Regions from separate parts of the Danio rerio genome. Here region 1 is linked to region 2. A link is a contact called in public Hi-C data. All regions are on one chromosome and are shown on one strand. The core of a region is the stretch at or near the end of the contact, and the rest is flanking DNA. Distances in the headings are between cores, read along the strand shown. Region 1 holds the start of chp2 (calcineurin-like EF-hand protein 2). Region 2 holds the start of med13b (mediator complex subunit 13b).

Region 1 (6,215 bases), core at 2,854-5,353, 320 kb before region 2:
GAGAGAAGTTGAACAGAGCAAGGACATTTTCACAGTATGTCTGATAATATTTTTCCTTATTTGTTAATTTCGGCTAGAATAAAAGCAGTTCTTAATTTTTTTGAAAACATTTAAGGTAAAAATCAAAAGCCCCTTAAAGCTATATATAATTTTTGATAGTCTACAGAACAAACCATCATTATACAATAACTTGCCTAATTACCCTAACCTTCCTAGTTAGCCTAATTAAACTAGTTAATTCTTTAAAAGTGACTTTAATCTGTATAGAGGTATCTTGAAAAATATCTAGAAAAATATTATGTACTGTCATCATGGCAAAGATGAAATTAATTAGTTATTAGAAATGAGTTATTAAAACTCTTATGTTTAGAAATGTGTTAAAAAAAATCTTCTCTCCGTTAAACAGAAATTGGGGAAAAAAATAAACAGGGAGGCTAATAATTCAGGGTGCGGCTAATTATTCTGACTTCAACTGTATATTCCTTCAGTACCCGCTTCAGTAGTCAATTTTTTAGACATAATTTAATTGTGCATTTTACATCCTAAGGGAAACTTTTACACTTAACATAAATGAACAGTTAATCTTTGAGAGATTTTCCCTGTTACTTGCCTTAAATGTGACAGGGAAAATGTATGAAGTAAATGCTTTGGGTTATTTGAGTTACCCTGTGTTTTACATCGGAAACCCTGAACGAGACAGCATTTCAAGATCTTATTACATTTTTTTTTTCTTTTGAAACAACTACCTTTGAATTACCCCACAGGCTTTTTTGTGATGTTTTCTCTATTATGCCAGAACTATTACACTGAAAACCACTGTACGTGATAATCTACCGATCATGATTGCTCAATTTAGTACTTACAAGTTGTTAGGATTAATGCCAGAGATTCTCATGGTGCTTTACCTGCATCACAAGGTCTGTGACATCACATATGTTTCCCTGTTCAACCTGTGTATTCACAAATATTCCACTTGGCAGTCAAACAACCTTTCATTTTCCTAAATATAATACGTAATATGTATTTATGCACACACAAGTATGGACAACAGTTTTTACATAAACTACTACTCAGAAATCAAATCAGTTGAAGGTTCTAGAAGTTTTGTAATTTTAGCTTTTAGCATTATATTTATACAAAATATAATGCACAAATATCATATATGGCATGTGCACATTTCCTCATGATGAAAATATGCAAAAAACATCATGAAAGTCCCCACATCCCCATGCGGCGTAATGTCCCGAGCACAAACTGGTCAGTTGACATTTCATTGAATCTTCAGCGTGAACTTGCCATGTATTTTGAACTCAAGATTCCCCAGTAATTTTACTAAACCATCTGTTTTTTTGTTTTGTTTCGCTTCAATTATAATGCAATGTCATTGTTTGGCATTAACATTTTTGTTCCCACAGCAAAAGATTCCAATTACTCAAGGGAATTAAAACAGACCACTAATCGCACATCGCTGCTGATAATAAAGCTTCCCAACAGGAGCGTGTTCTTAATTAGGTCCAGCGGGGGATAAATGGTATGTTCAGTTGACAGAAAACTTCAGAAGTGCCAACTTTACAAACACAAAGCTCCATTTTACCCGAGGCAATGAAATAACAAGCTTTTAATAGAACAAATTGGGAGTGTATACAGATGTAATAAATTGAATGGCTTTTAAATGAACACATTAAGATTTAGTGCGGAACAGAAATAAAATATAAAATTCACAGTGAAATTTGTAGGGCTTTGATTACTTCAAGACCTCACAGTTTAGCATGATTTGTTTACTGCCAGAAATTCTGGGTGGGTTTGTGTTTATGCATTTAATGGCTTTTGTTCTATTTCTTTTTTATTGTTGTTGTTGTTGTTGAAGTCTTAGATAGTTGCTCATTCACAAGACCTGGGAAAAGCTGCAGAACTCTTTAATCAACTATATTCTTTAGGTTTTTGTTTTTAAACACCTGCAGTCCCACATTGCAGTGATTGTTTTTTATGGTTGTGTTATGATAAATGGCACAAAATGGCTTCAGATTTTGAGATAGTGGATGATATGACTTGACAAATGCTCAATAAGAGGTTTGTTTGTTTATTTCTTATTTCAGTTTGAGATTTCACTGAAGATGGAAGTGTCTTGTCTACACATGCCTTTTGTGTGTGTGTGTGTGTGTGTGTGTGTGTGTGTGTGTGTGTGTGTGTGTGTGTGTGTGTGTGTGTGTGTGTGTGTGTGTGTGTGTGTTTTGTATGATGGTATGAGCTTTTATAAACATAAAATGAATCCTACGTCCAAAAAAAACAGTGTAAACAAAAGATTTATAAAAATTAATGACAACAAATGTTTTTTATGGAACTTTAACTTGCATTAAACTTTTAAAACTTTATTTTTTAACCATACACATTTAAACTTTTTTTTATTTTTATTAATGTAAAAAAAGTTGTAGGCTATTACTTGTAAAATTCGTTTGATAACAGTAAATAATTAAGACAGAGACATCTACTTTTTAAGTGTGGATAAATTAATATTTGTTTTAATTTAAGTTAATTTAAGTTCCTAAATGATCAGATGATGATCTTGTGCTGAATTGCATAATCATTAGAGATTCCCCTGCTCTATACAAAAGCAGAAAACACAATTCAAAAGATTAACTGTTTTACAAAATATTACCATCAAATGAGGGATCTATTAGTTGTTTAAGATGCAGCTGAAACAGAACAAAACAGTTAAATAAGGGATCATAACAATGACATTAACAGACAATCCACTGTAGAGACAGTGAACTATAAAAAGATTTAACTTTGATGTTGACAAGTGTAGCTTCTGCTCAAATCTTCCAGAAACCCTTACTTTTTTCTTGTGAATTTACTTTTAAATTCTGGTTTGATATAAATACTTTGCTTTCATTAAATATGATCAGTCCCCTCTGTTGTTCTAGAAGATATTTCATTTTACAAATGTGATTCACATTTTTCTTCCTCTGATGTTGTGAACTTTATTTTACTAATGGGTAAATATCATATTCATTATTGTAAATGGAAAAAGTGCAGGCCCTCTTTTAGATGTTTGAGGTTGGGAAAGTGGCTCAAAGCTTCAAATACTTCAGAAACCAAAGTAAAATAACTGAAGCTCTCTGTACTTCATTTTCAGAATACACTGCTCCTTGCTTTTTGTTTTAATTTATTTTATTTTAATAGTAAACATGACTTGCGATGTTGATTGTTCCCTGTTTTGTGATGTAAACGTTTAGCAACAAACAATAAATAACTGTGTTGATGGATATTTCTGATATGTGAAAGACTCTGGCGCCATCCAGTGTATTAAAAGGCAAAAGGCCACACATCGAGTGCGTTAAAAAAAAGCAACCAGATGCATTCTGTCCACACAAATTCTTTATAAATATGCGGAGGAGTCACACTATTACAGCCATGTTGCGGTATGCGCGCTCTCAAACAGACACACATACATACACACACACACACACACACACACACACACACACACACACACACACACACACACACCAAAAACAACTACTAACAAAACATTGATTATATATTAAGTGTTATTATTATGAATAAACAATTTCGATAATTCATTCGAGCGCCATTGTGAGCAGTAATGGAAAGTCCGACTCAATACAGCTAATCGGTTCTTTTGAACAGTTTCGTATAACCGGCTCATAAAATGGTTCAATGATTCACTTCATACGTCACGTGATTACGTCATCACGTAGACGCTGAGCTGAACTTTGTACTCATTAATAAACGAAATTGTTGATTTTCCATAATTTTATATTAGTTGTTATTGTATATAGGCTAATTATATTATTTTGTCCCTGAAAAACATATTTTATCTTTGACACATTTATAATGCTCTGTATGATTTTGATGTACAATATGCAGTCTTACATCTTTTATTTAAACCTTTTTTTTTCGAAAATGTTAAGATCAGGTCAGGTCGTAAAATATTTTGGTAAAAGCATTTTGGGTCATTAAGAGTCTGACGTTCGAACTGTAAATTCACGGAATCAGTGCATTTCATAAATGAATCACTTGATTCATTCAAAAGATCCGACTCAAAAGAATCAAATTTCTTCTGTGTGGTGGGCGTAGTAAACTGTGTACACAGAACGTGAGTTGGTTATAATCTGAGCAGTCACAAGAAACAACAACGGCGTGTACGAACAACTTGCAACTTCAAGTCTTCCAACATCTCCAAACTCCTTAGTTTCTACGCATTTCTGCTCTCAGTTCTCTGGATATGGGCTAAATGTTTGGAAGTGGTCGATGAATAAATAAATAAAATGGGTTCGTCGAGCTCCACCCTATTAAAAAAAATCCCAAACGTCGACGAGTTGATGCAAGAAACGGGCTGTGAGTGACATTTAACACATGTGCTTTATCGCTGACTTTGTTGTTGTCGCGCATGAACCAGTAAACAACGATGTGAAATGACGTTAAGCACTGCACGTGTTGCCGTTTATATGTGTAACTTTCATGAGCGCAAGGATAACAGCATGTCGCATTTGTGAGGGGAAATTCGAGTGCATGAGGAGAAATTGTCCTAAAGTTTGCAAACTAACACACAAATACACACTGGTCGTTGCGCAGAAAGTACATACCTAAGTTTATATGTGTAACGTTATATGCAGATATATTAAAAATATCAAACTGCACTAGACTTCATTAATGAACTGCATGAAATACAACTGCAATTTATTTCATTATAACTGATTAAATGGTCAGTTCAGTGTACGGTCCATCATTCTTGATAAGCTCATGTTGTATTTGTTGAGTCATGGATGTTTCAGTGAAACAGGTTTCTAATATGCTGCGATTTTTATTTTTCCAGTTTCGCCTGCCCACATTATTCGCCTGTATGAACGCTTTGAAGCTCTGGATAAAGAACGACGAGGCCATCTCTGGTGAGTTTCTAATGCATGCCTTACACTGTTAGCATGTTTAATAATTAAACATTACCTGCTCATATGTTGTTTTATTCTCAAATAGTCCACAGGATTTTGGAGCCATAAAGGAGCTGGCAATGAACCCCATAGGAGACAGAATAATAGATGCCTTCTTCTCCCCAGGGTAAAAACAAACCTTTAAAAAATGAGAGAGAAAGGAGGTGAAAATGATTACATATTGAAGACTTGCATGTTTGATTGAATTCTCTATGAATTATTAATTTAAAGTCAAATGTGGTGAAAATCAAGTGTTTAATATAGTTCATTTATTTAGCTGGTGTTTTTAAAGGGCCATGACACCCCCCACTTTCGGTTAAAGTCTACTTCAGAATTTTTTCAAAAGATGATGCATAAATAATGGGCGTGGAGCTCCGCGAGCATAGGGCAGGAGTGGGCGTGGCCAGCAGGGAAGAAGGGGAGCGAATAACTGTTGTTGACAGTTAACTCACAAAATGAGACACAAACCGTGAGGAGACGCATGAGTTTATAGTTCACAAAGTTAAAATGCAAAGAAATAAACAGTAGCTAATTTAATGCCCTGCTACATTTGTTGTTCGTAATTTCATATACACATAACCACAGTTTATATAATTTTAAAGATAATTGTGTTCTTGTAAACACTATAAATGAGGATTACCCCTCGATCGCCGTGTCTAAATTATAGATCTTGAATGCAGACTCAGTGCAGCAGGTCTCCTGACCTGCCTATTTTACCCATTAGCCCTGCTGGTAATATAGAGGATTTAGGCAAACACAGCAGCATGGCAATGTGTCTGAATGTGAACGAACTCCTGATAAATATCAACGTCCGCCATTCTTCAATTCTCGTGCTGCTCTCCCGACAAAAATGCTTGCAGCACACACACAGCTTTGCTGTATGATCGGCCCTGACAAGAGCGCGGGGAAAAAACATGCAACAAACCCCGTGGATCATGAAAACAAACACATACGAGCCTTCATGAACGGCTACTGCGTGCCGCTGGTCTGTGTGTCTCAGCTTGCTTAAAACTGGCAGGTCTGCCTTCGGAAAGCACATGCTATCATGAATAATTAAGCAGCCGGCTCTTCTCATAGGATAAGAAAACTCCGCTATGAATAATAATGAGAAACCGACGCGTCATCATTGCACTTGCAGTACTGTGCTACGTCGCCGATTTTGATCCCGCCCCAAAAATCCTTTTAAACCCGAAAGCTGAAATTAGCTGACAAAAGCTCAAAATTATCCAGTTTTCCCCACAATTAAAGCTGACAGGTGCTAAC
Region 2 (6,649 bases), core at 2,559-5,058:
TATATATATATATATATATATATATGTATATATATATTTATTTATATATATATATATATATATATATATATATATATATATATATATATATATATATATATATATATATATATATATATATATATTTATATATATATGTATATATATGTATGTGTATATATATATATATATATATATATATATATAAATATAATAATATATTATATAAGTAATATAATATAATATACTTATAATATATATATAAGTATAAGTAATATATAAGTAATTTATAAGTATACAATTTAAAAAAAAGTTTTTTTTAGTATTATTATTATTATTATTATTAAAATTTATATAGGTTGATATAGGTTGTACTGTTCATAGACTGGTGACGCAGTGGTGCAGTAGGTAGTGCTGTTGCCTCACAGCAAGAAGGTCACTGGTTCGAGCCTCGGCTGGGTTAGTTGGCGTTTCTGTGTGGAGTCTGCATGTTCTCGTTGAGTTTGCGTGGAATATTATTATCAAATAATATTGTTGCGAGTACATGCAGTACCAGTACCAGTGAATTGGGTATAGGCTAAATTATCCGAAGTGTATGTGAATGCGAATGTGTGTGGAAGTTTCCCAGAGATGGGTTGCGGCTGGAAGGGCTTCCGCTGCATAAAAACGTGCTGGATAAGTTGGCGGTTCATTCCGCTGAATTAATAAAGATACTAAGCTGACAAGAAAATGAATGAATGAATGCTCATAGACTGCATTTATTACAGTCCCCAAATATAATGAACTGTCACTTTTTGTCATTTTTAATTTTTAATTGATTTTGTTTCTACACATTATAATGCACAAAGAAAAAATAAAGCAGCAATACGCTTTTATTGTTTTAATGAAAACTTTCTTTTACAAATACTATGTTTATAGCACACCGTTATCCTTCTTCTCACTTCAGCACTGAGTGTCTTGTGTATTTAAGAGAAAGAAGGTTGTCAATGTCTTGCTGCACCTAATTAAACACACAACAGCTCTTTTAGCTTGTCAAATACACAGCAGGGGGAAACGTGGGAATGGGGCACCTTAATGAACCCTTAAGGGCTGTGATAATAATACACTCTATAAAACAATAAACTTCTTTATTCAAGTCTCACATTTCAGCAAAACAGCCAGAAAGTGCTTTACTGTTCAGTTGTTGTCAATTTGTAAAATGTAATTTTCCCCATATTTACCACAGGTTTTCAACAACAGTTGATACAGATGCCATATTGCCTTGTGATGATGAGTTTGTTTTTTCATTCATCATTTGCAGTCAAGCGTTGTTATTATTTTAATGTCAGTGTCATGGCATTTCTCTTCTAGCTTTTCTTATTAATGATTCAGAAAGATTAGCTTAAGCTCACAGCTCACCATTTCAATATTTCCAGAAGCTGGTATAACGAGTGAGACTAGAAAGACCACCAAAATGTTGCAGATATTAATAAAAACAAAATCTATTATATTTCTGTAGTGCATATAGTGCATGTATATGGTGCAAAACTTTGTGCTTTTGAATGCTTTGGTTATGCAGTTTGTCAATAAAGTTATTTAAATTTTGAAAAGTTGTCATTCTTTTGTTTTAGAAAGAAAGAAATTTTATTTAATTAATGTTTATTTGTACTGCGATTTTACAATGTAGATTGTGTTAAAGCAGCTGAACACAGAAGTTCTAGTAAATTGAAACAGTGTCAGTCCAGTTTTCAGAGTTGAAGTTCAGTTTAGTTCTGTTCAGTGTGGTTTAATTCTCACTGCTGAAAGTCCAAACATTGAGGAGCAAATCCAACGCTGCGCAGCTCTGCAAGTCCCAAACCAAGCAAGCCAGTGGTGACAGTGACGAGAAACATAATTCACCAATTGATGAGAGTAAAGGAAAAAAACCTTAAGGGAGACCAGGCTCTGCTCGGCATGACCATTTCAAGATTTTAAATTCTTGAACAGAGCTGCAATCTAGGCGCTGGAGGTTGAAGAGCGCTGGACATCCATTGTGGAGAACTACAGGTATGAGTAGGTCCCTGGAAGATGTTCAGGCTGGACCACGGGATCAATACCATCTGCTCAGGATAAGGCCTGGTCCAGGATTATGGACACCTCCATAAAAAGAAAGAAAGAAAGAAAGAAAGAAAGAAAGAAAGAAAGAAAGAAAGAAAGAAAGAAAGAAAGAAAGAAAGAAAGAAAGAAAGAAAGAAAGAAAGAAAGAAAAAACAAAAAGAAAGAAAATAAGAAATGATTGTGAAAATGTTATCAAATAATATTGTAAAGGCAATGTTTTTAATAAATGTGTAGTTTATGTTGTTACATTACAGAGCTCAGCATAAATAAGATCACCAGCTTTTGAAAATGCATCTTTTTGTCAATATCTCAGTGAACATATCTTTGAGCTGCATTTAAATGGAAGAGTTACATTTATTTCGAGTTTAGTAATTTATTAAGGAATTCAAGAATAATTAATTTAAATTCAAATGAGTTGTTGCAAAAAAAAATGCAAACAATTATATTTAATGTTTCTCTTGATTTTTCCTGTCTATTACAAGTTTTTTTTTTTTAGTTAGACTGGGTCCAGTTTCGGCTTTGGTACTCATTCATTGTATTTTATTGTAAAGCATCTTATAGAAAATATTCATTTAAAGGGGAGCTCTGTGAGGGGTGTTCTCGTGTTTTTCAAGTATAAAAATACATTTCACTCCAATTCATACAGTTATGAATTAGTATGTCATCGGTTATCAGTGATGATATTTTTAACAAATTAATACATTTTAAAATAATTAATATTAAATTTGTCTTATCACAATTGCACAGACGGATTATGTTTGACTGATGTATGTAAACTTGATCAACAAACACAAAAAATGTGAGTATTCATTTGTGGTCGCTGAAATAAAAGATATTTTTAATACTTGTGAAATATTTAATGCTGAAATAAACTGATTTAAAAAGTAAAAAAAGAAGTTCAGCCAAGCATAAAATAACCTAAAATTTTAGATAGTTTTTTTAGGGGTTTTCATAGCTTGTGCATCAAAGGGTTAAACTTTGTATTTATTTAATATGAATTTATTCATCACCACATTGTTTTTTTGATCTATTGAAATTTTGAAAATTATAATAATATTTTACTGCCTCTTTCCACCCAAGTCAATATATATAACAATATAACAATATATATTGGGTTACTTTGCGTTACTTAGTTAATTTTTAAGTATGTGAAATGTTAAAGTATGTGTTAACTTATTTCTAAGTAAGTTATTTTTTAGATTGAAAATGCAATATATATATTTATATATATATATATATATATATATATATATATATATATATATATATATATATATATATATATATATATATATATATATATATATATATATATATTGTTATTGCTATAATATATTGTAAGGTAAAAATAATTCATCCCTCTATATATATATATATATATATATATATATATATATATATATATATATATATATATATATATATATATATATATATATATATATATATATATATATATATATATATATAATCTTTTGTTTACCCAACACTGCTTTTAAGCATTAAATAAGTATACATGTTTGGTCAGCGTTAGACAGATCTATTTCCCTAAAAGGAGTGATTTGACAGCTCTGTTGGTGATGAGTCGACTCTTTTGGATCTTTGTGGAATCCAGCATCGACTCTTTCCTCTCGCGAGTCGCGGCGCTGCCAATCGCAGGCGAGTAGAGTAGAGTAGAGCAGCCTGGAGTCGAGTGTAGTGGAGTTGTGTCCCTGTGGCCGCCATTAAAGGATGCGACCAATGTATTCAAACAAACCAGTGAGACACAGCTGAGCGCTGCACGGCACAGCCTCTTTTAACTGCGCTTTTTAATCCACGACGCTACACTTTTTATCACCAACTTCTTCGCGAATGGCCGTCAACGACAGCCCGACAACGACCTGAAGAGGAGAGTGTGATTTTAGCGAGATTTACAGCTGAACTCTTCTGTCTTGAACTGTTTGTTGCTGCCTCGCTTAGCCAAGGCTAACATCCAGCTAGCCTGATGCTAGGCTAAGCTAAAGGGGGAGGGCTGAATTCACCTCCCTACCCCCTCGGACTGCTGTACTTGCATATTATTTAATGTAGCGAAATCCGCGGGGAGAACAGCATATCTCGCCGCGGATCATGGTAAAGTTTTTAGCGCATTTTTCTTGGTAACGTAAGCGAGTAACCTCTAGCGGAATAATAGCGGAGCTAAGCTAATTAGCTCGCTGGACGCGGAGCCGTCCTGCTGATTGTGTCCGAGACACGGAGACCCGGTCCAAAAGCCTCGATCGCATCATCTGTTCCTGGGATCTGAAAGAGAGGATGGCTCGCCGGACTGCGCTTTGATGATGAGTTCTTGTTTTGTACCCAACGGGGCGAGCCTGGAGGACTGCCACTCCAATCTATTCTGTCTGGTAAGAGATCAACTGACTGTGGGCCAGAAGCCATTTTTAGCCGGCCAGTCAATCAAACAGAGGCCTGTTGCTCTTTATACGAACTAAACACCCGCTTTATAAACGTATGTTAGGCGTTCAGGTGTGTTATGGTGTTGTGTAAACGGAGGTTTGCGTGTGGGATGCGGCTTTGTTGTGTTATTTGGGTCGTGTTTGCTAACGTTGGTAAACACTTGCTGAACTTACTGACTGGAACAAGTAGTTGGCATGAAGTATCTCTGAAGTGGAAAAACAGCTTCAGGGAAAGTGATGATGTACAACAGCAGCAGTGCAAAATCAAGACGCTGCAAGCATAACAATTGGTTATTTTGAGATTTCTTTCATAACCACTACTTTTCAGTGTTTATCTCGTCGCAAGTGTCTTTTAGTTCTCATCTACAAAACATTTTCCTCTTAGAAGGAGTCTGGATTTTTTAGTTCAGTAGCACTTGCAATGACTAAACTTTCCCAATTATATTCTTATCCTTTTTATAGCTTTGAGAGAGAGATTTATTTATATAGTCTATAGTAGCCAGATTTTTATATATATATATATATATATATATATATATATATATATATATTTCTTGGTTTGCTTATGGAGTGGTAAAAATATAAATTTGTAAATAAAATTATGACATAAAAGGTAAATATTTACGTGATGTTGTTTGCATGTTTTGATCATGTGTTTCATCACTTGTTTACAAGTCAAATTTAATTTGAAAAAGTGTTAATATTTTTTTACAAGAAAAATATAGTATTCACAATAACATGATTTAAAGCACAGATGCTCAATGTATGACCTGCGGGCCAAAGCTAACCTTTGATTTGGCCCACCATTCCATCTGAGAATGATAGAGAGGGTTGGGGCAATGCCATTATTAGAGATCCTCATTTTCTAATTTGATGAAGAGATGGACGATATTGCAATAAAATGATCACAACATGTCCGTGTCACATGCTTAGTCAGCTACATTTTAATAAAAATGTAGCGCTTCATAACAAAACTTCATACCATCCTTATTTTATCAATATTGACAGTGGTGTTCGGTCGATAAATAATAATTTTATCGCCCAGCCCTAATTTAACATAACTCTTTTTGTTTGTTTTATTGCTTGGCCTTTTTCAAGTAAACTGGAAATAAATGTTTAAATTAAATGTAAATGAATCTAAGTTTTTAAAATGTAAATACTGTCACACGATGAATAGAGGGCCATGAAGAATGCATCGGCGAGCAAATCAAGGCATAAACTAGTGTAACTCCATTCTTTTATAAATTAGATTTTTTTAGTTTTTACTGTAATAAGTTCATATATACAGTATAAACTGTACTAGTTAATATAAAGCAATGTTTTTTTTTTTTTTTTTCAAATATTGTTACATTAATTAGGAAATTACCCATGGCATCTATATTTACCTTTGGCCCACTAATAAAGTTTGGATTTCGACCCTTCATAAGAAAAAGTTTGGGCACCTCTGATTTACAGCAATATCAAGAAACTGAAATATGTACACATTTGCATCTTTGTGAGAAATTGTAACATGATTTCCCTTAGTTAAATAAGAATATTATTAGAACTAACATTTATTGTTGGACAAGCAAGTGATGTAAAAGTTCTGATTTTAAAAAGTATGTATTTGATCATATAGCACTGATGCATCACCAAAAAGAAGCAGGAATTTTAAGCTGACTTTGTTCAGATTTTTGTTTTAAAATGATTTCATACAAGTTCATTTATGCATATAAACTTTATTTGCACAACTCTGTCATTTCAGAATACTTGTAATGCAAAATCTGTCTTAATGTACTGTAATCTACTGTGTATGGCAATATCTGCTAGTTTAAGGATAGTTTGTTATTAAAGTGTAAACAGTTGAGGTATTGCCTGTCATTAGGTTGTTACATCCTGATTTAAACTGTCTATGAACTTAACAACAACAACAACAGATGATACTAGACAATTTAGCATAGTTTGTGCTCTGTTTTGTCTGTCATGAACTAAATACCTGCATTGGTTAAATAGTAAAGTAGGTTGAACTTTGCATGCATAATGTGCAAAAATGTACGACTCATTTTCCTATTTACACTTATGATGGTTTCTTCAATTCATAGTTGTAGATTAATCTGTGAACTAAGAATTCATGACAAGCTTCCTGTCAGTCTGCCTTTTTTTCACTTCCTCTTTGCACCAGG

The links. A called contact is a pair of places that touch in the nucleus more often than the background predicts.
Region 1: a Hi-C map of hematopoietic stem cells shows a contact between it and region 2, with 5 times the contacts expected there. The contact joins the promoter of chp2 here to the promoter of med13b in region 2. A contact is called at or near these places in 2 of 18 Hi-C or Micro-C datasets (caudal fin and hematopoietic stem cells).

The regions. Positions count from the first base shown.
Region 1 is chr15:22,900,809-22,907,023 of GRCz12tu, reverse strand. It overlaps chp2 (calcineurin-like EF-hand protein 2), which reads left to right and starts at 4,103. Exons shown (of 7, transcript NM_199836.2): 1 at 4,103-4,362; 2 at 4,841-4,913; 3 at 4,999-5,079. The coding sequence starts at 4,293.
Region 2 is chr15:22,577,897-22,584,545 of GRCz12tu, reverse strand. It overlaps med13b (mediator complex subunit 13b), which reads left to right and starts at 3,808. Exons shown (of 30, transcript NM_001083838.2): 1 at 3,808-4,436. The coding sequence starts at 4,368.